Linked DNA regions of Mus musculus: regions 2, 3 and 4 are each linked to region 1. Evidence: chromatin contacts called from public Hi-C and promoter capture Hi-C data. All regions are on one chromosome and are shown on one strand. Each heading gives the region's core, a stretch centred on a gene start, on an enhancer-like site or on the middle of the called end of the contact. The rest is flanking DNA. Distances are from core to core; before and after follow the strand shown.

Region 1 (5,725 bases), core at 994-3,493:
AGTACAGAAGACTTCAGGAGGCTTTCTCAAACGCAAAGCTGACTACCTCTTCAGCTCTCCTCACGTGTAACATGCCTTCTTTGTACCCTTTCTGGAAGACCGTACCTGAGTTCCTGCCAATGGTAGGTAGTTTTGCGCAGGGCATGCAGTACTGCCTCACGAAGTTTCTCCTCTGTGGGAGCTGAGTCTAGGGTGAGAAGAACTGGAGGTGAGGACTTAGGAGAACGGCTTAGATCCCGTGAAGTACACGCCTCCCAGCCTTCCCCATTCCTGTCTGAGAAAATGCTCAAAGTCCGAGAAAGGTCAAAACTTCAGGGAAGAGGGATAAGACTGATGACCGCCACCATCACCAGAGTATCAAAGACTTTCCAACACTATCTTGTCTGTATATTATCTACCTAATAGTATCTAGACTATTAGAATAGTAGTTTAGTCAACTTAACCCATCCAAGTTTTGCGTCATAGTGAGCAGAAGCCTGATAAAAATGATTTTTTTTTTTTAAATATTTACTTCTTGTGTGCATATAGGTCCGAGTCAGTTCTCACCTTCACCCATTTGGTAGAAGGTCATCAGGTTTGGTGGTGAGTGCTTTTTTACTCTGTACCATCTCTCCTGTCCATGTGATAAAAATAAAAGCCAGGATAAGGGCACTTTTATAGACTTTTTCACTCTCTGACACTTAGGAGTGAGACATCTTCAATATTACCATAGAAAGGGGCTTGAAAATCCAAGTCTCCGGACTGTGTGGAGCTCTGTACCACTGGGCAAATTTCTACAAACACCTACAGTAGTGGCTTGAATGACAATGGCCCCATTTGCTCCCCAATGGCTCATCCGCTGGAATGCTTGGTCACCAGGGAGTAGCACTACGTGAAAGGATTAGGAGGTGGGCTTTGAGGTTTCAAAAGGCCATGAGAAGCCCAGAGTCTCGCTCTGTTCCTGCAGTTCCCGATGCAGATGCAGAACTCTCAGCTATTTCTTCAGCACCATGCCTGCCTGCATGCTGTCATGCTGACAACCGACTAAACCTCTGAAACTGTAAGCCAGCCCCAGTTAAAAGCTCTCTTTTCTAAGAGTTGCCGTGATTATGGTATCTCTTCAACAATAGAACACTAAGACACTACCCTGAACCAGGTACTGTGGGACGTGCAGGGAATACAAGAATAAAAGGCAAATTTACAATATGAAGTCCATAGTCTTAAAAATAATCTGAAATGTAATAATTTTCTATCCGAGGTGGGGTTTCGTGTTTACTGAACTGCCTGCCATATGGCCTTTACTTACCTGAATCAAAATATAGTCATAATCTCTTTGACTTGCAGCGGTGGAGGGGAAATTTTTTATAAAAAAACCCGAAAGACCAAAACTTCTGACCTTTACCCAATCTCCAAGGGCAACCTCTGGCCCAACCTACCTTCTTAGCAGGGCATCATCTAGTAGGGCTGTTACTACAGCATCAAATGAGAAACAGCAGTATTTATCTGAGAGATTTAAATTATTCTTTGATCCTAATTTCTCGTTGACATTTTAATCTGGTTTGCCTTTTAGTTTTAAGCCCTACCTTGTTTTTCCAGGAATTTTTTCTCAAGATACGCAGCCCGTCTTTGCAACTCCTCCGGCTCTACAGGTAAATGTCGGCTCCAGAGATAGTTGGTGAGTGCTTGCACCTGCTTCTCTACACTGCGCATGGGTCTCTCTGTGGTCACAGATGGAAAGGGTCATCGCTGCGTGCTGGCCTCGTTTGGTTTTATCTGGCTTCCCCTTCCCGCAGTTTCTCACCAAAAAGCATTAACTGTGCGGCGTCAGCCAGTGCTTGCGGCAGCTGGACGTGCGGAAGATGCAGGATGCCGGGATGCTTTCGATGGGGCTTCTTCCCCAGGAAATCCGACCCGTTGTCTACCTGGGACACACCGGGCACAAGGGCGGCGTATGCCTGCAGACAGCGAAAGAAACAGAATGGTTGCAGGTGCTTGCTGCCCGAGGCATCGCCGAGGTCGCTCCTCCTCCGAGAGATGTCTCTGGAAACCCAGTTCTCCGCCAGCAGAGGAAGATGCACTTACTCGGGACTGGGGTCCTCGAAGGCTGCGGCAGGATCTGCAGAACAGCAGCAGAAATCTCGGTGTCCTGGCGGTGGCCATGGCTTCAGGACACACCGGAAACGGAAGTACACATGCCTGTAACCCTCAGCCCAAGCAGCTAAGAGCATCTTCCGTGGAACTTCGACCCGGACGGTATCAACTAATGAGAAGAGGGAGTATTTGCTAACAGCCAATAAGCGACCTTATGTACCTTATGTACGTCTCTGCGAAGAAGGCCGTTCGTGGGAGGGGCTTAGCCTTCAGAAGGGGCGTGGTCTCAATGCTGAGCGTGGCTGCGGGCGAGACCAACCCGGCTTGGGCGTGTTTTGTGATGGGGAGGGATCAGTCTCACGGGTTAGGGGGGGCTAGTGGGGTAGGAGGGAGAGGGGTTGGGGGAGTAGGGAGATGGGGGCGGCGTGGAGGGGGAAGCAGTCTCACTGGGGTGGGGAGATAGAAGGGGACGTGGGGGGGTGGTAGGGAGTGGGACTTGGGAGGACAGAGGCGGGGGCAGGGCTGGGCGGGGGTGGGGGCAGGAGTGGGGCTGAGAGTGGGGTAGGCAGGTGAAAAGGAAAGTGTGGACTTTCTTTGTTTTCATTTGGTGCTGTAGAATTCTGAACCGTGGCTAGTTTCCCTTTGTGAGACGGGACAAGACCATAACAAAAATCAGATTTAGGCAGTCAACGATGAGCGCTAATAACTATTACAGTTTGCAAATTAATAAATATAAAAATTAGCTTACTTTTTTTTCACATTTGTTGTCTGCGAGTTTGCTCCAGGTTTTCTATCAAGAGCTTCCCACGTAGCACACCGAATTCCCGCCATCTTATTTCCACAAACATCTGTTGCTAACTTAATTTTTCACGTGGTTAATTTACCCAAGTTCATGAACTTAATAGGTGATAGCTGAATTAAGTGCTAGGGAGTCGAAAGTCAGAGTTACATTTTTAAACAATGCACCGTACTGGGTATTGTTGGTCCTTGAAATGCAAATGGAGAATTTTAAGCTAAATGTTCGAAGGGTTAATCAGTGTGTGTGTGGGGAAACAACAACAACAACAACAAAACCCCCCAAAACCTGGGGCTGGAGAGATGGCTCAGCGGTTAAGAGCACTGATTGCTCTTCTAGAGGTTCTGAGTTTAAATCCTAGCAATCACATGGTGGCTCACAACCATCTGTAAGGGGATTTGATGCCCTCTTCTGGCCTGTGGATGTATATGCAGCAGAGCACTCATACATCTTTAAAAAAAAAAAAAAAAAAGACTCATGGACCTGTAAATTCTTGGGTCCCGGCAGCAGTACTTTACCCAGCTGTGGTTTCCTCTTTAGCCTCTTGGGGGCAGAAGTTAGCTGACAGGACGAAGAGTACTCTATAGTCTTCAGTCCAATTAGAAAAGTTACAGGACCATATATGGGTATCTGTGTGAGCTGGATTCTTAGATGCTTGGTTTGTCTTATGTGGGTAGTAGAGGTTTGATTTTATCCAATGACTCTCTGGAGACTCGAGGGAGTGTGTATGTACGACAGCTGTGGAAAAGGTGTTACCTACTGCAGTCTTTTGAAAGTTTGCTTCGCCCTCCCCCCTTCCTCCCCCTCCCCTCCCACTCCCGCGCGCGCGCGCACAGACACAGACACACACACACACACACACACACACACACACACACACACACACACACACACACACACACACACACACACACACATAGAGCCCTGGTTGGCTGGCCTGGAACTCAATATGTAGATCCACCAACCTCTGTCACTCAAGTGGTTAGTTTGAAGGCCTGTGCCACCAATGCCCAGCCTATACTTTGCAGTTGTTATACTTTATTATTATTTTTCATGTTAAATTACTGGCTTGTGCTGAAACAATAAAATATCTCTGCCACTTACAGATCTGCCCTGATAGATTGATTGGGTTGATGTTGTTGTTGTTTTTGTGGGCAGGTGTCAGAGTATAGGATATGTATAACCTTCTAGGGTCTGGCATTTGGTGGTCAGTTGATTCTGGAGCAGTGACAGTTGATGCCTTTAAAGCCTTGTTATAATGATTAAATGTGATAATGTCTGGATCAAAGTAAACCGACAAACTTATGTTACTATTTTTATATGTACTTTGGCAATTCGAAGAGACATGACTTTATATTTAAATTGTTATACTTCATCCATATCATTTAAAAAAAGCCAGACATGAAAGAACAACAGTTTGGATGCCACATGAGACTGAACGCTGAGGAATGGGACGAAATCAGAGACTTGATGGTGTCTGTGAAGGACATTCCTTTGTTCCCTGTCAAACTGATAATAGAGACGTGCCTTCCTTTTTTCCTGCTAATGGCCTAATAGACATCCTTCCTTTTCATTGGGAATGTAACATCTCAAGAGCTGACGGTGGTGGTTTGAATGAGACGGAGCCTCACAGGTGGTTTGAATTCCTTGATCCCAGTTGGTGGAACTTTGGGAAGGATTGGGAGGTGTGGCTTTGTTGTAAGAAGTGTGTCACTAGGGGTGGGCTTTGAGGTTTCAGAACTCTGGACTCATTCTCACTGTGCTTCCTGCCTTCTGCTTGCAGTTCCAGATGTGAGCTCTCAGCTGTTCCTGATACACTGCTGCTCCAAAAGCATTGCCTCTAATCATTTGGAATCACTGGCCCCCAATTAAACATTTTCTCTTATAAATTGCTAGTCATGGCGATTTACCACAGCAACAGAACAGTAACTAATACACTGATTTAGACCTATTTTTTTTTTTTTGAGACAGAATTTTACAACGTATCCCATGTTGGCTTTCAACTCACAGTCATGCCTCTGTCTCTGGGGTTCTGGGGTTCTAGGCAATGCTGCCGTGGTCTATTTTGTTTTTGATTGTTTTGAGACTTTACTATGTGATGCTGTAGATGTTTAAAAATCTCAAATTGGAGATTTTGGTCATTTAGTTCCCAGATAAAAGACGCTCAACCTTTATATTTATTATAAATTAATAAGCCTTAATCAGCACGAGAGCTGGGCAGACATCTACTCTCTCTGCTAGAATCTACTTCCCCATCAATAACCCGAATTATAACTTGTCATGTTTCATCTGGGCAGCTCTTAGTTCCAACTGGCCAGCCCTCATGGCTATGTTTTCATGATTCACCAACCTCATTGCATTTTCTCCTCTTAGACCCTCTTGGTTCTCTTCCATCCCCAAGCTTGGGAACCAAAAGCCCTATCTCTCTTCTGTCCAGCTAATAGGCTGTTGGCATCTTTATTTAACCAATAGTTTTAAATTAAAGAGCAAGGTCACATTTTATGTGTGGATCGTCTTGTCCCTGGGGGCAACCAGGTCTTGGATGCCAGTATTCAGCGTTACAATACGTAGCAAAAGACCAAACCTCAACAATGTAGGTCTGGCTGGTCTGGAACTTGGTATGTAGACCAGGCTGGCCTCGAACTTACAGAGATCCATGTGCCTCTGGCTCTCACGTACTAGAGTTAAGGGTATGAGCTCTCATGCCTGGTATTGTCACTCTGTTCTTAGTTCCAAGTTTTGTTTAGCATAACTAAATACAATGAAACCCTGCATTGTCCTCCTCCTTCTCATGCATCAGGATGTCCATCAGACATAGGCTTTCCAGATTGCACTGGACAGTTAGTATTGACATGCTGG
Region 2 (5,725 bases), core at 1,681-4,180, 1.1 Mb after region 1:
ACAGTTTTTCTTTATCAAGTACTATTTCTGACTTATAGGGTAATTGTGCCTAGTTAGTACATTCAATTAGTGTTCCACTAGAGGGCGAACAGTAACTGGATTCCAAGGGTTTTCCCTCCACATACACCAGTGTGAGACGGAGTTAACCTTTCTAGCTTTGTTTTTGTGGAGACATTATTATTATTATTTTTCAGGCCTGAGCTTACTATGGAGATGGTCAGTGAATTTTGCCAGATAAGGACACTTGGTGACAGTCTGTTTCCAGAGGTTGGGGATGGTGGGGGCAAGACCCACAGTAGCTGTGGGTCTTAAAGGTGGCATCAATGGTGGCCTTGGCAAAGTTGTCCATGGTGGCAAGTACAGCCCCTGGTTGATGGGTAGCAGTTATCAATACTGGCCAGCAATCATGAGCTTCTTGGGGACAGGAGCAGAGACATGCCAGTGCCTCTGGGAGCAGGGATAAGATGCACCAACAGAGACACAGTGACTTGTCATCTTGCATGGCACAGTGTGGGGCTTGCCAGTCTTGCTTCCCTAGTCGCCTTTCTGCACAGGGCAGAAAGCTTGGTTGAGATGATTGCCCCTTGATGGCATTGCCTACCTCCCTGAAGCACCTAACACCAAGACCAATAAGTGAAAATACATATTTTATAGCTAGTAAAAAGATTTTAGATTATAGTTTAAGAAATATTCTTTCTATGAGATTTTTCAATTTTGTTGGAAAAATATAAGGAAATAGGCATCTTGAACAGTTTGAAATATAAGTAGGGTAAATTTGAAAAAAATTTAATTATAAACTGTCAGGAATATTATGTTTCTTAAAAAAGTTAATTTTAATTTGCATGTCAGGCTTTTCATTTTTTATGATTTCTTTTTTTTTTTTTTTACCTTATGTGCATTAGTGTTTTTGCCTGCATGCATGTATGCCTGTGTAAGTGTGTCAGATAGCTTAGAACTGGAATTATAGTCAGTTGTGGTCTGCCATGTGGGTGTTAGGAACTGAACCTGGATCCTCTGGAAAGGCAGCAAGTGCTCTTAACTACTGCACCATCTCGACTGCCCCATTGTGGGCTCTTTTAAAGGCATGAAAAAAAGCAGAGGGAATTGTAGGCTTAGATTTTTTTTTCAAAACGTACTTTAATAAGGGTCCTTAAATTCTTTAACTTCACTTCTAGCCTCCCACCCACCAGAGGTCATGCAAAAGAAAGGTTATTAGGACACGGGAAGTGGACCTGTTTAGTTTAGAAAGAGTTCTTTGGGTGATTCCAATCTTTGTTGTCAGCATTATCAGCAGTTCACTCTACTAGCAAACTACCACACACCAATCAGCAGATGCAGTTCCATCCACTCAGCAGACACCACATACGAGTTCAGCAGCTGTAGCTGGATTCAGAATAAACTGAGAGGCTCTGCTGGGTCGGTGTGGAGTCTGTGGAAATGGCAAGAAGCCGTCGGAATATCATGAGAAGTTCTTGGGTGAGTTACTCTCTGTTAAGATCAGTGAGAAGCAGAGATCAGCAAGGTGGTGCAAGGCCTAGAGCGCTATCAACTGAGACTAGCGAGGTGCAAGATGAGCCAAAGCACAAGCCTTGTCCCACTCACTGTCTGTGGGATCATATTTATATTCTTTCTCAAGTGTCTGCTTCAGCTAAACATCCTCTCACCTGTGTCTGCTTCAGCCAAACATCCTTTCACCTGTCTGCCCCAGCAAAGCATTATGACCTGAGTCTCCAGAAATTTCCACTTCAGGAAATGATCACTTTTTTTCTTTGTCTCTGCTGCACAGTCTTTTTGGAAGCATTTGGAGGTGTTTAATGTCTTTTTGCAGAGATAATTTTTTTAGCAAAGGAATTTTAAAAGTTTTAAGATTGTGGTTGGATGTGGTGATGCCTGTCTGTAATCTCAGGACTTAGAAGGCAGAGACAGGAGGAACTCCTTGAGTTCGAGGTCAGCCTGATCTACATACAGACTTTCAGACAATTGAGGTTACATAGTGAGACCGTGTCTCAAAACTTAAAAACCAGGGGTAACGAATGTCTATAATCCAAGCACTTGGAAGTGGTTGCAGGAAGATCAGGGATTCAAGGTTATTTTTGGCTACATAGCAAGTTCCAGGCCAGCTTGGGATATATCAGACTCTGTCTCAAACAAACAGAAGGTTTAAATTTTTCATTTTTGAATAGGCAATTCATGTTCAAGGTAAAAAATGGAAAATACACTGAGAAGACTTCTCAAGTCACCTGCAGTTCTCAATCCCTGTTTCTCTCTTCAGAGATGGTTTATTACAGAAATAATAAACATGAGAACATTATTAATGTACAGTATGGTGGCATGCCAGCCTCAAACATAGTAGACTTATTAGGATCATACATTAAAAAGCTAAAAATTACACGTGCAGATATCTTCAGTTGGTATATATTCAGACAAGTTCCCTTGCAGGGAGTTCTCTTCCAAATACCACCTGACATGCATACTTTCATAGTCGGCCTTGCTTTCTAAGAGTGATGTAAAAAAGGACAAGAATATACAAAACAAAACAAAAAAATGAATGGAATTAATTTAAGAACATTTTGATTCCAGAATTTGGGAAGGGAATTATAAAACTAGGAAATTTATTTATGAAACCGAAAGTGATCACAAACTCAGCAGGTGTTTGTTATCCCAGTTTGAGGGTTTGTGGCAAAAGTCCAGCCTGGACAACATAGCCACGTTGATCTACGTGGCCAATCTGATCTACTTGGTGGGTGAGATTCTGTCGCAATAAAAAGAAGCAAAACAAAACCCCAAAGCAGTTCTAGGGCATCTTTGAGACACCAAGTTCTGGATTAAGTTGGGTTGTAGCTGTGTCTCTGAGGCGCAGATGGGCCTCCGGAGCCCCAGGGGTCGCTGTGGTTTCAGCGTAGGCATGGCTGAGTCTCTGTGGTTGAAAAGTTGGGGGAGGAGACGCTGAGAGCGGCTGGGATGATGGCTGATGAAGAGGAAGAAGCGAAGCACGTCTTGCAGAAATTGCAGGTGAGGCTGTGAGTTAAAATCTTTTGGCTCCTTGCTCTGAAAGGAGGAAGTGCAGTGGTCAGGGCCCGGGCGGCGGAGTGCGGCGGTTCAGCCGGTGCTGAGGGCTGCTCGGTGGGCGCCCGGAGGGAGTCTGCCCACCGGGTTTCCTCGGTAACAAGTAGCTTTGTACGCGGAGTGGCAGGTGGCTGCCGACTGTTAACCGAGTTGTTTGTGCTCCACAGCAGCAGCCATTTCTTTAGCATCTTTCTGCATTGAACTTGGCCACACTCAGAAATAGACTGCAGAACAGATGCCCTGGTTGTTGGTTTTCGGATTTGTCGAGTTAATCTCTTAACCCCACCCACTCCCCAGGTGACTATTGTGGAAAGGCAGAGAGGAGTTTCCTTCAAGTATGCGTTTTTATTTTTGTTTTTAATAGTTAAGATTTTCTTTAAGCCTCCGAAACTTAGTTTGTGGTCGAAGACATCCTTGCATTTAAACTAGATACACTTCTAGCAATTTTGTTTGTTGTTTTGAATCAGGGTCGCCTGGAACTGGCTTTACAGGCCACGCTGGCCTCGAACTCCTAAAGATCTACTTGTCTCTGCCTCGCAGGTGGTGAGATGAAAGGCCTGAGCCACCAAATCTAACAAAATTTAAAGCATTGATTAGGTTTCTTTGTTTCTTGTGGGAGTTAAAAGAACACTCAGAACATGGACTTTGGTTAACTATTCCTTAGTGGGATTGGCAGAAGTCAGATTTTTAATCCTATCGGCAGCGAGACTTTGGATGCACTTTGTACATTTGTATGCATAGGAAAGAAATACAAAACGTTATGCAGAATGGTGTTGTCCTTGAGGCTATTTGGAGTGGCCGTGAATCACTTCCTGTTTTCACACTTTCCTATTCATTAACAACTCATTTGTGTTGCTGTTGCCACCACAGAAGTTTGTTCAGCAAAATCAAAACGACTAAAACACAACAATAACACTTTCCTTTAACTTTACAGCCATGCTCATTGCATGACAAAAAGAAACTGGCTGTGACTGTTGCTTAGAACTCTCTTAAAAATTCCACAAATTGTGTTCCACAGATCATGTTGACCATTTTATTATTATTATAGAACAGAGTAGAGCATGCTGACTTTATATATGTGCTGAAACCAGTCTCTTCAGGACCTGTTTTTCCTGGGAATAATATACATAAAGTTAAGAAATACTTATAAAGAAGGTGTCAGCTTATTGTTTTTATCAGGGTAGGACTTTACTTATGCATACGAATTTGTTAATAACATAGGCACTACATTAGTTAATTTAACCACTGTATTTAATGTGAGTTGATCATGACCCAGCCCTTGTTCTAGTGATTAAGTATAGCCCTAATCAACAAGAAATTCTTTCCATTATGGAACTTACATCAGCCATTTCAGAAAGTAATGAATGAATAGGCCATATCATTTAAAATGATAGGCATTTTGGAAAAAAAAAAGTGTGATTAACTAGAGAGGAGGAGAGGAAGGCACTAATTAGGTTTAGGTCAGCGGTCCTCAACCTTCCTAATGCTGTGACCCCTTAATATAATTCCTCATGTTGTGGTGATCAGGACTATAACATTATTTTTGTTGCTACTTCATAACTGTAGTTTTGCTCCTGTTCTGAATAGTAATGTAAATATCTGATGTGCAGAATCTCTGATATGTGACCCCTGTGAGAGGGGTCAATCTCCAAGAGGTCTCCACCCCCAGGGCGGAGAACTGCTGCTCTAGGAAGTGTGCTGATTAGTTAGTTGTTTTTTTTTTTTTTTTCAACTTGACACAAATTGGATCATCTGAGAAGACTGAACCTCAATTGAGAAAATGTCTCATTTGGTCTGTGAGCATTTTTAAAAAATTATTATTATTAATGATTGATGATGTGTGAGGGTTCAGCCCGCTGTGGGCAGTACCATCTTTGGGCAAATGGTCCTGGACTGTTTAAGAAAGCAGGCTGATGGGGGCTGGAGAGATGGCTAAATGGTTGAGAGAGCACTGGCTGCTCTTCTAGAGGACCCAGGTTCAATTCCCAGCACCCACATGGCTCCAGGGGATCCAATACCCTTACACAGACGTACATGCAGGGAAAACATCAGGGCTGACCAGCCTGAAAAGCAGATCAGTGAGCATCAGTCCTCCTGGACCTGCTTCATTTCCTGCCTCCAGGGTCCAGCCTTGCTGTGACATCCCCTGAAGGCTGACAATTTGGAGGCTTTCCTTTCCTCCCCAAAGTGTTTGTCTTTTGTTTCTTGTTTTCTTCTTTTATCATGGAAGTGAAAGCAAAGTAGGATAATAGGGCAAGCCTTTCTGAGAAGTTGACATCTCAGCTTCTATGGAGTTGATCATGAGTGCTTAGAAGCATTTAACATTTGCTTGAGAAAAAAATGCAAGAGAATCAGAAGATGCCCCAAGTAAACAAGAAAAACCTCTCAAAGTTCTCCCAAAATACCAAGGTCACCAAGTTCAAGTTGGTTGCTTTGTTGTGGAAAACAAGGCCTTCCTTACAGGTTTGTCACAGTTAGAAAGGCCATGTATTTTTCATTTATCAGCATGTGAAAAAATAATGGATACTTAAAAAAGAAAACAAACAAACAAACAAAAAAACAAGTGCTGTTTTATTTTGGGTGTAGTGGTTTTTGTTGTTTTCTGTTTGTTTGCTTTTTTGTTTTTTGTTGGTACTGGGAATGAGACTCAGAGTGCCTT
Region 3 (5,725 bases), core at 1,403-3,902, 1.1 Mb after region 1:
TCCCAGCTTGGCTGCACACTCTGGGTCCACAGGGGCTTTGCCCTTTAACAGCAAGGTCTTCACAGAGTCTGAGGGAACACAAACACGCACTGCCGTTACTGATGTGGGAATCAAAAGGGCCGTCTTGGCTACAAAGCTGTCATAATTAACTTTGCCCTTCCCGAGCAGTCCAGGTCTTCTGCCTGGGTTCTAATCCATCTCAAATCTATGAAAATATTCAACAAAGTAGACTGGTACTGCAGAATGCCCAGGTGATAGAGAAATTAATTAGATCCTGAAGAGGGAAGGAACAAATGTTATCCCCATTCTTCTGGAAACCCAAGAGTTGTCCCATGTCCTCCCTGGCCCATTACCTCGATTGTCTTTTGTCCTGTCTGCGTCCTTCCCTCCAGCCATAGGCCCTTTTCTCTGGCACGTGCGCATCTTCTTGCCAGGAGGAGAGTCGTCTTCTGTTGCTTTGTTGCCATTATCAACTTTCTTGGCTTCATTTAGCACTTATGGCAAGAACAATATACCAAGAATTACTGCACTATGAAGATGATCTAACTTTACTGAAACAACACTGAAGCAAAATAAAAACACAGGAAAATTAGATGGCTATGAAAAGGAAAAGCAGCCCCTCCTATCCCCGAGTCAGGATGAAGCCTCTCTGAAGTTGAGAAGCAAGAAATTCAGCCCAATTAACATTCTATGAAGGCTGCTGATGCAGATCTTCAGATATTTTCATGTTAAAATGACACTGAATTGGGCTGTCGGCCTAAATGAATATGACAATGGGCCTGGTTCATTTCTTTCCCATTTTATGGGAGTCTTAAACAGACCACGAGCATTGTTGACAATGCTGATAACCTAACTCCCTGCATCCCTTATCATCCAGACTTGGACTCTGGAATTCTGTCAGATCTCCTCAGGAACTGTGATCTCATTTAAATTCTTTAACAACTCCTTGAAGAGCCAAAAATCACAAATCTTACATACATGTCTATTCTAAAGACAGTGAAGGGTGATTCTTCTTTGAGAAGCCCACACTCATGTTCTGTGGCGTCTCTCTTCCCAGTCATTCCGTTTCTTTTAACCCTTGTGCTTAAAACATATATTGGCATCTCCTGTAATAAACTTCCAACTTTGGTTCATTTTGCATACTCTTGAAAGTCATTTCTACTTTAAAGGCAAGAATACTAGGTTTGCCTGAGTGGAGGTCTCTGAAAAACTAAGGTTGCTGTCAGAGACAGTAGAGTTGTCTCTGCCCTTGACTGTTAACAAACATAAAACCCAAAACAAACAAAGAAACAAACCCCCAAAGGTTATTGTTTCCTTTTACGTGTATGGGTGTTCTGTCTGTATATGTATGTGTGCCACGTGCATGTCTGGATGTCTGGTGTACCTGGAGGTCTGGGAGGGTGGTTATGACTTGCCATGTGGGATTTTGGAATCAAACTCAGACCCTCTATAAGGGCAACAAGTGTTTTTTTTTTTTTTTGGTTTTGTTTTCTTTTTTTTTTTTTTTTGGTTTTTCGAGACAGGGTTTCTCTGTATAGCCCTGGCTGTCCTGGAGCTCACTTTGTAGACCAGGCTGGCCTCAAACTCAGAAGTCCGCCTGCCTCTGCCTCCCGAGTGCTGGGATTAAAGGCGTGTGCCACCACGCCTGGCTAACAAGTGGTTTTTAACATTGAGCTAACTCTCCAGCTTCTTGACAACCCTCCTCCCCCCACCCCCCTTTTTAAATGACAGGGTCTCTATATAGCCCTGGCTGTCCTGGACCTCACAGAGATCCTCCTGCCTCTGCCTCCCAAGTGCGAGCATTAAAGGTGTGAGCCAACATGCCCACCAGGCTCTCATAATATCCTTTAAAGAAAGAACTTAAAGTAGCTGGAGAGGTGGGTCAGTGATGAAGGAGCTGCCTGATTCTTCCCGAGGCTCTGGGTTTAAGTTCCATCTCTCATATGGCAGACCACAACTGTCAGTAACTCTAGTACGGGGGGTCCAACACTTCCAGGCACATACATGGTGCATATATATATATATATGCAGATAAAATACATAAAGATTAAATAATTTCTAAAGAAATAATTCAACATGCTCTTAATAACTTGCACACCACTCACTGAGCAATACTGCCTAAATTGCTATCCTGATGGGATATTAATAATAGGATAAAATAAGTTTACATAGATCTTTACAGTTCATTACATGGGTCTCATAGCCTTTGGTCTCTAATACCTTCCTTCAAACTAGACCACTTCATCATGGTCATCAGTAAAGTGTTCAACGGTCTGGACTGACCAACTTGCTGCCAGCGTTGCTATTTGGAGCTTTAGAACCTGTAAATTCATTGAACTTTAGTTGCCCGAAATATAAAACCGAGACCACAGACACAGTATACGGTCTACAGACACCAATTCTAAGATTCGAATTTTACTTTCTGAAATCGGATGTATCTTAAAAGGTTGACTACAGCTAATCACTTTACTGTAAGCGCTTATCCGTGACCCGCCTCTTTGGACTGAAGTGTAATATGAAAAAGCGAGAGGCTCCCTGTGACACTGGGCCGAGCATTCAGCCTGCGGACTGAGTTCCCACCTCGCCTTCCAGAGCCTGATCTCTGCCGCCGCGGCGCCATCGCTCTTGAAGGACGACGTCATCATCCCTTGCCCGGATGCGCGGGCTTCTTGTCTAGCACAGGAGCCTGGGGTAGAGCGCATGCAAATTACGCGCTGTGCTTTGTGGGAAATCACCCTAAACGAAAAATTTATTCCTCTTTCGAGCCTTATAGTGGCGGCCGGTCTACATCCTGAAAGTGGGCGGAGGAAGCTCATCAGCGGGGCCACGTGCTGAGTGCGTGTCACTCTTCGGCCCCTGGGAAGGTCTGAGACTTGGGCCTCCCGCGGCCCTAACCGGGCTCTCCCCGAGCGGGGAGGTGAGTTCCCAGAGAGCAGGGCTCTACGCTTGGGCAGACTGGGCAGGAGAAGCCCCGAGTCGGGGCGGATGCCTCCCTCGCCGGAGCGGATGCCTCCCTCGCCGGAGCTTGGAACAGACTCACGGCCAGCAGTGCGAGTTCAATGGCTGAGGTGAGGCACCTCCCGGGCCTCATAACCCAATTCAGACTACTCTCCCCCGCCCTCTTTTTTGATCGAGATCCTTTTGGAGTATTGACTCGAAAGGGTTTTATATATTTACTCTGTGTCTCAGCATTCAGTCAGTCATTCATTCATTTTGAACAGTTGTGACTGTATTGACCACAACCCTCTACTATAAAAAGACCAAGCTTGAGAGTTGTTCAAATATGGATTAAACCATAAAAATATAGAAGGGAGTTTGACAACATTTAGTGAAACATGATATGAACCCCCTCCCACTGTTGGATTTTTGGGGCTATACTTTAGCTATTTGTCTAGCAAAAATAAACGTAGTTCATACCTTCATGTAACTTGTTATTGGGAGAATATATATGTAGACTTATTACAAAACCAAAAAAATGAACCTGTAACTGTAATAAGTACTTAGGAAAAGCACATAGTATCATAATAGAGAAACAGGCTGGGAATTCCTCATGAAGTAAATGAGCAGAGTTGAGCTACAGCGAAGAACACTGAGAAAGGAGAAGCAATTGAGATAGGAGTGGAATAGGGCTCATACCAAGCCCAGCTTTCCTTACAAAGGCGCGAAGCTGTGACTTGACTAGTGTGTGGATGCCTCAGATCGATTAATGACCAAAACTGAAAAATAAAACTTTGATTACCATTTCCCGTCCCTCATCTCCTCCAGGTCTCCATCCAACTAACTCCATGTCCTCTTGAGCTTTCTTTAGAAAACAGGCAATTAAATTAAAAAATAAATAAATAAATAAATAAAAAGCACAAGTGATACGTACACAAACACATACAAACTCATTAAAAAAAAAAAAAAAAAAAAAAGCTGGGTGAGCCAGGCAGTGGTGGCGCACACCTTTAATCCCAGCACTTGGGAGGCAGAGACAGGTGGATTTCTGAGTTCGAGACCAGCCTGGTCTACAAAGTGAGTTCCAGGTCAGCCAGGGCTATACAGAGAAACCCTGTACAAAAAAAAAAAAAACAAAAAAAAAAAAAAACAAAACAAAACCTGGGTGTGGTGGCACACACTTTTAATCCCAATACTTGGGAGGCACAGGGAAGCAGATCTCTGAGTTCAAGGCTAACCTGGTCTAGAGGGTAAATTCCAGGACAGCCCAGGCTATATAGAAAAACTCTCTTGAAAAAAACCGAAAGAATAAAAAGAAAGAAAGAAAAAGCACAAGAGACATACATATATGCTCACTCTAACGGTGTGGGGGGCACGGGCACACGCACACACTCACATACCACACACACACATCCCATATCAGTAGGTGTACAGGGTACCTTCCAGTACTATGAAAATTAGTCAGTAGGGATGAAGGCTCTAGACAGGCACTAGCTCAACTGGTCCATATTCAATGAGGTATGACAGTATCAATGTTTAACAACAGGGCCTTGCCATCAGTTTGCAGAGAGCAAAGGATACTGGGTTCTTTGGGGGTTTCCATGGATCCCTTTTGGCAAACAACTCACTTAGATGTCACCCATCCCTGGTGGTTTCTCTTGGTGGTGACTGGTGTCTAGCTGAGGCTTTCTTTTCATACATGTACATGTTTTAAGAAGCTTCTACAGTAGCAGGCTCCCTTATGGATGACGCATGCTTATTTGTCACTTTCTGAGTCTCTATTCCCATTACCTTTCTTCTCCATCCCCCTCCCCATTTAATCCTCCAGCTCCATTCTCCCCTTGTTTCTCCATAGCTATATATTCTATTTCCCTTCCCTTGGGAGATCCTGTCCTCCCTCCCCTTCCTCATCCCTGACTCTATACCTAACCGTTGTGGTTATAATGGATTGCAGCATGCCTATGGAAGGATTAGAAGCTAACATTCACATATGTATTTGCCTTTTTGGGTCAGGGTTACCTCACTTAGGATGACTTTTCCCCCCAGCTCCATCGGTATATCTGTGATATTCAGAATTTCTTCGTCCTCTTTAGTTTCTCTGTGTAGCCTTGGCTGTCCGGGAACTCACTTTGAAGACCAGTCTGGCCTTGAAGTCAGAAATCCGCCTGCCTCTGCCTCTGCCTCCCAAGTGCTGGGATTAAAGGCGTGCGCCACCACGCCCTACCATCTTCCTTTTCTTTCTTTCCTCTTTCTCCTGCCCTTCCTCTTCTTCTTCCTTTTCCTCCTCTTCCATCTCCTCCTCCACCTCCTTCTTCACTTCTTCACAGACCTGGGGCTCACTCTGTAAATCAGGCCTTGAACTCAGAGAACCAAAGACAGAGGCTGCACTCACCCTCCGAGACCGCCCAGGTTAGCGCCGGGGTAGTAACGGTGCCTTTCCCAAAAAAAAAAAAAGAATACAGACGGATTTCCCCAGATTCAGGAACACTGTGCCCGAGGCAGAATGTATTGTTTCTGGGTCACCTGGTCTGGGGAAAGCTGGCAAACAAGGACTGCCGAGGCCCACGTGTATGTCTCTGTTGAATGTTGTGGGGCCACGACCTTGACACATTTGCGAACCTTTAGTGAACAGTGTCGTATTTGCTCAGACCATGTGTGAAACTAGATAGATAACGCTGAGGATAGGTGGTTTAACAAGCCCTAGGAGGGCTAACGGTGGCGCCTGTGTCCTAAAATACTTATAAGACGCTCTGAGAAGGACCAGGGTTTTTTAGCTTTGCGCAAGCCA
Region 4 (5,725 bases), core at 1,673-4,172, 1.0 Mb after region 1:
TAAGATCTCATTATGTAACCCCAGCTGTTTTGGAGCTTGGTCTCAAAAACACAGCGATTCTCTTGCTTCTGCCTAACTGCTTGGACTTTGGGCATAGAAGTATGTCTGTCAAATTTGTAATGTATATGCTTATAATTCGGTCTGGAAAGTGTGTGCCTTATTAAACCTGTTATATAAGAATTACAGGAAGCTGTAGTTTTGGATTAGGTTTCTACACTATGACTCAATGGGGGAAAACTAAAAATGGAAGCTGGTGTGGTAAAGCATGCCTTAACCCCACAGCAAGCACCAGGAATATAGAGGCAGGAGGATCACTTCAAATTCAAGGCCAGCCTAGTCTACATATTGAGTTCTAGGTCATCTGGGACTTTGTAGTAAGTAAGACCTTAACTCAAAGAGCCAAACCAACTGGCCAACCAACCAAATAAAACAAACAAACAAACAAAACAACAACAAAAACCAACCCATGAGGGTGAAAGCTTCCTAATACCTAGCTGCTCGCCTGAACTGAGAAATCGGATCTTAGGGATGGAGGGCACAGTTGACACAACCCAGTTTCAATGGCTGTGACACGGAAGATGCCTTTGCTTCAAGCTTGTACAAAAAAGTTACTAAAATTACTTGGCATTAACTAATTATTTAGTTAACTCTGCCTCCCGAGTGCTGGGATTAAAGGCATGCGCCACCACGCCTGGCGTGATGAGTATTCTTGCTTGTCAACCTGACACATGTGGAAGAAAGGAAACCTCAAATAAGAAATTGCCTCCATCAAATTGGCTTATGGGCATGTTTATGGGGCGTTCATTATAATACTACTAATAACTGTTACTATTAATTGGTGAGGAGGGCCAAGGACACTATGGCAGTACCACCATGGCATTCAGGCCTAGGCTGTACAGGCAAGATGAGCAGAAGCAGAAAGCCAGCCAGTAAGCAGCATTCCTCTAATGTGTCCTCTAATTTGGCTTCCCACGGTGATGGTAGACCTGTAGAAGAAATAAACCTTTTCTTCCCCAAGTTGTTTTGTCAGTTTGTTCATTTTTTTTTAAAACCACAGCAATAGAAAGCAAAAAAGAACATCTCATGCTAGCAACTTTGAATAGCCCTGGGTTTTAGATTTTCAGTCTTGTGGTAAGAATCGTAGACTCATCATCCCTTTCCCTATAGAGAGATGTCAATTAAGACTGATGGCTATTAATATGGATGGTATTGCGTTCTAGGGATGGTTTTAGAACTCTCTCTCTCTCTCCCCCCCACACACACATTTATTTCTCACAATTAGGATAATTTTTAGCATTTAATATTTAGTAGGTGGGACTTAAGAGTGCTAGACCCTTAGTAACTGTGCAGAGCACTTCTACAGTGAGGGGCATTCTTGTGCTTACAACTTTGAATGATTCTGCCAGTCATTCATGCACATTAAAAATCCATGGGGCTATGAGATGGTGGCATGCATTTTAATCCTAGCACCCAGGAAGCAGAGGCAGGCAGATCTCTGAGTTAAAGGCCAGCCTCGTCTACAGACTGAGTTCCAGGATAGCCAGGGCTACACAGAGAAATCCTGTCTCGGAACTACAACAAAATCTATTAAAATTACTATTTATCTTTAGGGGTTTTTCATTTTTATATTTATTTATTTACTCACTTACTTATTTTATGGAGGCAAATGCTCCCTAAGGAATCTGGCTTGAACTTGAGATCCTTCTGCTTCAGCCTTTAAAATCTCTGGAATTATAAGGGTATATTACCTGGCTAGTAGTAATTTACATACAAAACAGACCTCCACCCACACACTCCACTTTGTATTTATGAGTTTTGCCTCTATGTATGTCTGTGCACCACCTTCATGCCAAGTGCTCTTGGAGTTTAGAAGAGGTCACCATGGGTAATTAGAGTTACCAATGGTTGTGAGGCATGATGTGGGTGCTGGGTACTGAACCTAGGCCTTCTGCAAAAACAGATTCTCTTCATTTCTGAGCCATTAGAGGGCAGCCTGGTCTACATAGTGAGCTGCAGGCCAGCTGGGGTTATATAGATAGACCTTGTCTAAAAATAAAAGCCCAAATCCCCAAAATCAAAATTTAAAAAAATTTGTTGCTGGGCGTGGTGGTTGGTGGTGGGGTATGCCTTTAAATCCCAGGAGATGGGAGGCAGGGGCAGGCGGATCTCTGTGAGTCAGAAGCCAGCCTGGTCTAAACAGTGAGTTCCAGGACATCCAGGGTTACATAGAGAGACCCTGTCTGAAAAAGAAAGAAACAATCAAAAGGGTTTGGTTTATTATCTCAGGTAGTTTGTCGCAGTAACAAAAAGATAACATAATGAACTCAAATAGCATGAGTAGAGTTAACTCTTTGATCTTCCTGCCAGAGCCTTCTAAGTACTAGGATTACATGTGTGTGCCACCATTCTGAATCATATTTTCAGAGGTTTTCAGTCAAGGATCTCTTGACCCTCTTGCTTTGGCCTGTGGCAAAGCAGTTCACGGATGGGGTGGAGTGGGATTGAGTGGGGTGGCGACAGACGAAACTGTTTACTTTCATGGTGGATGAAAGGAAGCAAAAGGGAGAGAAGGGGCCTGACTTTCAAAGGTCAGCCAAGGGCACACTCTCAGCGATCTTTCTTTCTAAACGTTTCACCACCTCCCAACAGCTGCCCAAGGCTGGCATGATTTTAGCACATAAGCCTCTGGGGTATTTTCAGGATACATAATAGCATCAGAGCATGATTGTATTGGGTGGAAATACAACTCGGTTGGTAAAGTTGGCCTAGCCGGAAGTATAAATCCCTAAACTGTGCAAATCAAACCGGGTGTGGTTAGCACAACCCTATAATCCCGGCATTTGCGATATCCTACACGCGGCAGCCCCGCCCTCAGCCCCGCCCTGCCCCCAGCCCCGCCCCTCCCTCGCCCAGCCTCACCCCTTGGCCTCACTAGGGTGTTGGTTTTCTTTCAGTTCTCTGCTTCCAACCAGTCCACTGGCTGACCCAGGCCGGTTTCTGCTCCCCGTTGCGGAGAACCAACGCGCCTCTCATTGCGCACAGCTTTTCCAATCCTGAGCGCAGGTAGAGCCCTGGCCGAGACCTGTGTCAGCTGGACTCCCGGAAGGACCTCTGGGCGAGCGTGGTGCAGCCGCTTAGTCCTTCCGGGCGGCTGGCAGGGAGGTGGGGTGGCCTTAGTGGGGCGGAGGGATAGATGCTCAGAGAGAATGGGTTCCTTTTGCCTTAAAGAATCCTAGGAGGGAGTGACTGTAACAAATGAAGAGTGTTGTGATCACTTTTGGCAACAGAAACTCACTAGACTGACACGTTTAACAGTAATGGACACTAAGGTGCCAACGCGGTAGGCCTCCACGACTTCCTAAGAAAAGAATAGCGTCTGAAGTATGGCTTCAGGTGCAAGGCCAAAGAAAAGGGACCGGGGTAGGAGTGGAGGCAGGTATACATACAAACTAGTGTATACACAGAATGTCAGTATAAAACTATCAATACCAGTTATCTCTGGAACTTGGGGAAGAACTTTTAAGCTTTCAGAAGTTAATCAGAATCTCTATAAACTCCAGAGAGGAAAAAAATTACATGTCTTTATTTCTCTGTTAACTTAAAATTTTAATTGAGAACTTGTTTTTCACTCTTGGATTATGCCAGATGTGGCTGTGTATGTCTTAATCCTAGCACTGGGGAGGCAGAGGCAGGTGGCTCTCTGTGAGTTGGAATCTGTATAGTAGTTCCAGGTCAGTCAGACCTTTTTAGTGAGACCTTGTTTCAATACATACATACATACATACATACATACATACATACATACATATTGGATTAATTCTGAAATTCCTTATTACTCGTTGGGTGTGTATATGTGTGTATGTGTTTGTTTGTGTGTGCAAGAGTATGTGCATATGCGGATATATATACGGGTATGTGGAGACTAGAACTCCACACCAGGTGTCTTATTCTATTGCTTCTCGAGTTACTTTTGGTAGGCTGGCTGGCCAGCTTGATGTAAGAATCTGCCTGCCTTTCAGTGTTGGGATTACAGTCATAGACTACTGAGCCTTACTGTCATCTAGATGTTTTATCAACTGACCTATCTTTCTAGCTTCCCACCTTTTTTTTTTTTTTTTTTTTGGACAAAGTCTCCTATATTCCAGGGTGATTTTGATCTTTTAACTTGCTATGTAGCCAAGGATGACCTTTGAACTCCTAACCCTTCTGCCTCGGCCTCAAGTGCTGGGAGTGCAGGTGTATGCCAGCCCAGCCCTCACTACTTTTTTTTTTTCCTTGTAGTACAGGGACATGAGAGGAATAGCAAGACACATTTTCTTTTGAGAAAGAGAGTGTCAGTGCTCACGTGGACCTGGAATTTGCTATGTAGCCCAGGCTGGCCTCCATGTTCTTATGGTCTCCTTTTCAGCTGTGATTCTAGACAGGTCACCGCTATGCCATGCCAGGCTTCTCTCTAAGCTTTTGCTTTCCCTTTTCCCCCCTGTCCCCTTAGAATTACGCCTGGATAAATCTAAAAGGGGGGGGGGCAGCAAGATGGTTAAAAGTGATGGCTGTACAACACTGCAATACCGACCACTGGAGTTCAATCCCCACATCCCACTGTAGGGGGAGAGAACCAACTCCCAAGGATTGTCCTCCAGCCTCACACATGCTGTGACACGCATGGCCAAACTTATAGACACACCTGTCTTCCCCTCTCCCTCTCTCAATACACACACACACACACACACACACACACACACACACACACACACACACGATAATAATAATAACAATAACATAATTTTAAGAAGTAGAAATATTTGTTTGTTGCCTATCACTGGCACAAACAGATGAGTATGGAGTTGATATGTTTCTAGTGCATCTCATTACCTGTTTTTTTTCTTCTAGGCATATGTTGATTGTTCTTCAGCTATGGAGAAGCTCTGTGGGCATGTGCCTGGCCATTCAGACATCCTCTCCTTGAAGAACCGGTGCCTGACCATGCTCCCTGACCTCCAGCCCCTGGAGAAAATACATGGACATAGATCTGTCCACTCAGACATCCTTTCCTTGGAGAACCAGTGTCTGACCATGCTCTCTGACCTCCAGCCCACGGAGAGAATAGATGGGCATATATCTGTCCACCCAGACATCCTCTCCTTGGAGAATCGGTGCCTGACCATGCTCCCTGACCTCCAGCCTCTGGAGAAGCTATGTGGACATATGTCTAGTCATCCAGACGTCCTTTCTTTGGAAAACCAATGTCTAGCTACTCTCCCCACTGTAAAGAGCACTGCATTGACCAGCCCCTTGCTCCAGGGTCTTCACATATCTCATACGGCACAAGCTGATCTGCATAGCCTGAAAACTAGCAACTGCCTGCTCCCTGAGCTTCCTACCAAGAAGACTCCATGTTTCTCTGAGGAACTAGACCTTCCACCTGGACCCAGGGCCCTGAAATCCATGTCTGCTACAGCTCAAGTCCAGGAAGTAGCCTTGGTATTTGCTTTTGGGTGCTCATCTTGACTCTAGCCTTTTTTTTTGCTATATGTTCTGTTAGTAGATTGATTTCAGTGCCTTAGTTTCCACCTCTGATGATCTGTGTCTGGGGACCTTCTTTTCTCGGCATTTTTGGTATCAGCCTTTTGGGTTTTTTTGGATAGTTCTAGGAATTGAACCCAGAGGCATGCACATGGTAGGTAGGCACTCTATTACTGAGTCTCTCATGACCTTTCTGAAGTAC

The links. Promoter capture Hi-C pulls out the DNA fragments that hold promoters and counts their contacts. Hi-C and Micro-C count contacts between places; a contact is called where the count stands out from the background.
Region 2: a Hi-C map of B cells shows a contact between it and region 1, with 7 read pairs. The contact joins the promoter of Ttc5 here to the promoter of Mettl17 in region 1. A contact is called at or near these places in 3 of 39 promoter capture datasets (cranial neural crest, frontonasal cranial neural crest and hippocampal neurons), 1 of 484 Hi-C or Micro-C datasets (B cells), 2 of 115 datasets of contacts at active chromatin or transcription factors (astrocytes and large pre-B cells) and 1 of 9 other capture datasets (adipose tissue).
Region 3: a contact with region 1 is called in a promoter capture Hi-C map of liver, with 4 times the contacts expected there. The contact joins the promoter of Parp2 here to the promoter of Mettl17 in region 1. A contact is called at or near these places in 3 of 39 promoter capture datasets (hippocampal neurons, liver and pre-B cells), 1 of 484 Hi-C or Micro-C datasets (CD8 T cells), 3 of 115 datasets of contacts at active chromatin or transcription factors (astrocytes, forebrain and large pre-B cells) and 2 of 9 other capture datasets (adipose tissue and liver).
Region 4: a promoter capture Hi-C map of liver shows a contact between it and region 1, with 2.7 times the contacts expected there. The contact joins the promoter of Tep1 here to the promoter of Mettl17 in region 1. A contact is called at or near these places in 5 of 39 promoter capture datasets (cranial neural crest, hippocampal neurons, liver and 1 more) and 1 of 484 Hi-C or Micro-C datasets (B cells).

The regions. Positions count from the first base shown.
Region 1 is chr14:51,881,360-51,887,084 of GRCm38.p6, reverse strand. It overlaps Mettl17 (methyltransferase like 17), which reads right to left and starts at 2,243. Exons shown (of 14, transcript NM_001029990.1): 1 at 2,062-2,243; 2 at 1,781-1,934; 3 at 1,563-1,697; 4 at 106-187. The coding sequence starts at 2,139.
Region 2 is chr14:50,782,725-50,788,449 of GRCm38.p6, reverse strand. Ttc5 (tetratricopeptide repeat domain 5) reads left to right here and starts at 2,930. Exons shown (of 10, transcript NM_001080949.2): 1 at 2,930-3,012. The coding sequence starts at 2,962.
Region 3 is chr14:50,804,843-50,810,567 of GRCm38.p6, reverse strand. It overlaps Parp2 (poly (ADP-ribose) polymerase family, member 2), which reads right to left and starts at 2,652. Exons shown (of 16, transcript NM_009632.3): 1 at 2,581-2,652; 2 at 354-494; 3 at 1-68. The coding sequence starts at 2,620. It also overlaps Rpph1.
Region 4 is chr14:50,867,751-50,873,475 of GRCm38.p6, reverse strand. Tep1 (telomerase associated protein 1) reads left to right here and starts at 2,922. Exons shown (of 55, transcript NM_009351.2): 1 at 2,922-3,063; 2 at 4,891-5,481. The coding sequence starts at 4,915. Gm26782 (a long non-coding RNA gene) reads right to left here and starts at 3,180. Exons shown (of 3, transcript XR_874615.2): 1 at 2,920-3,180.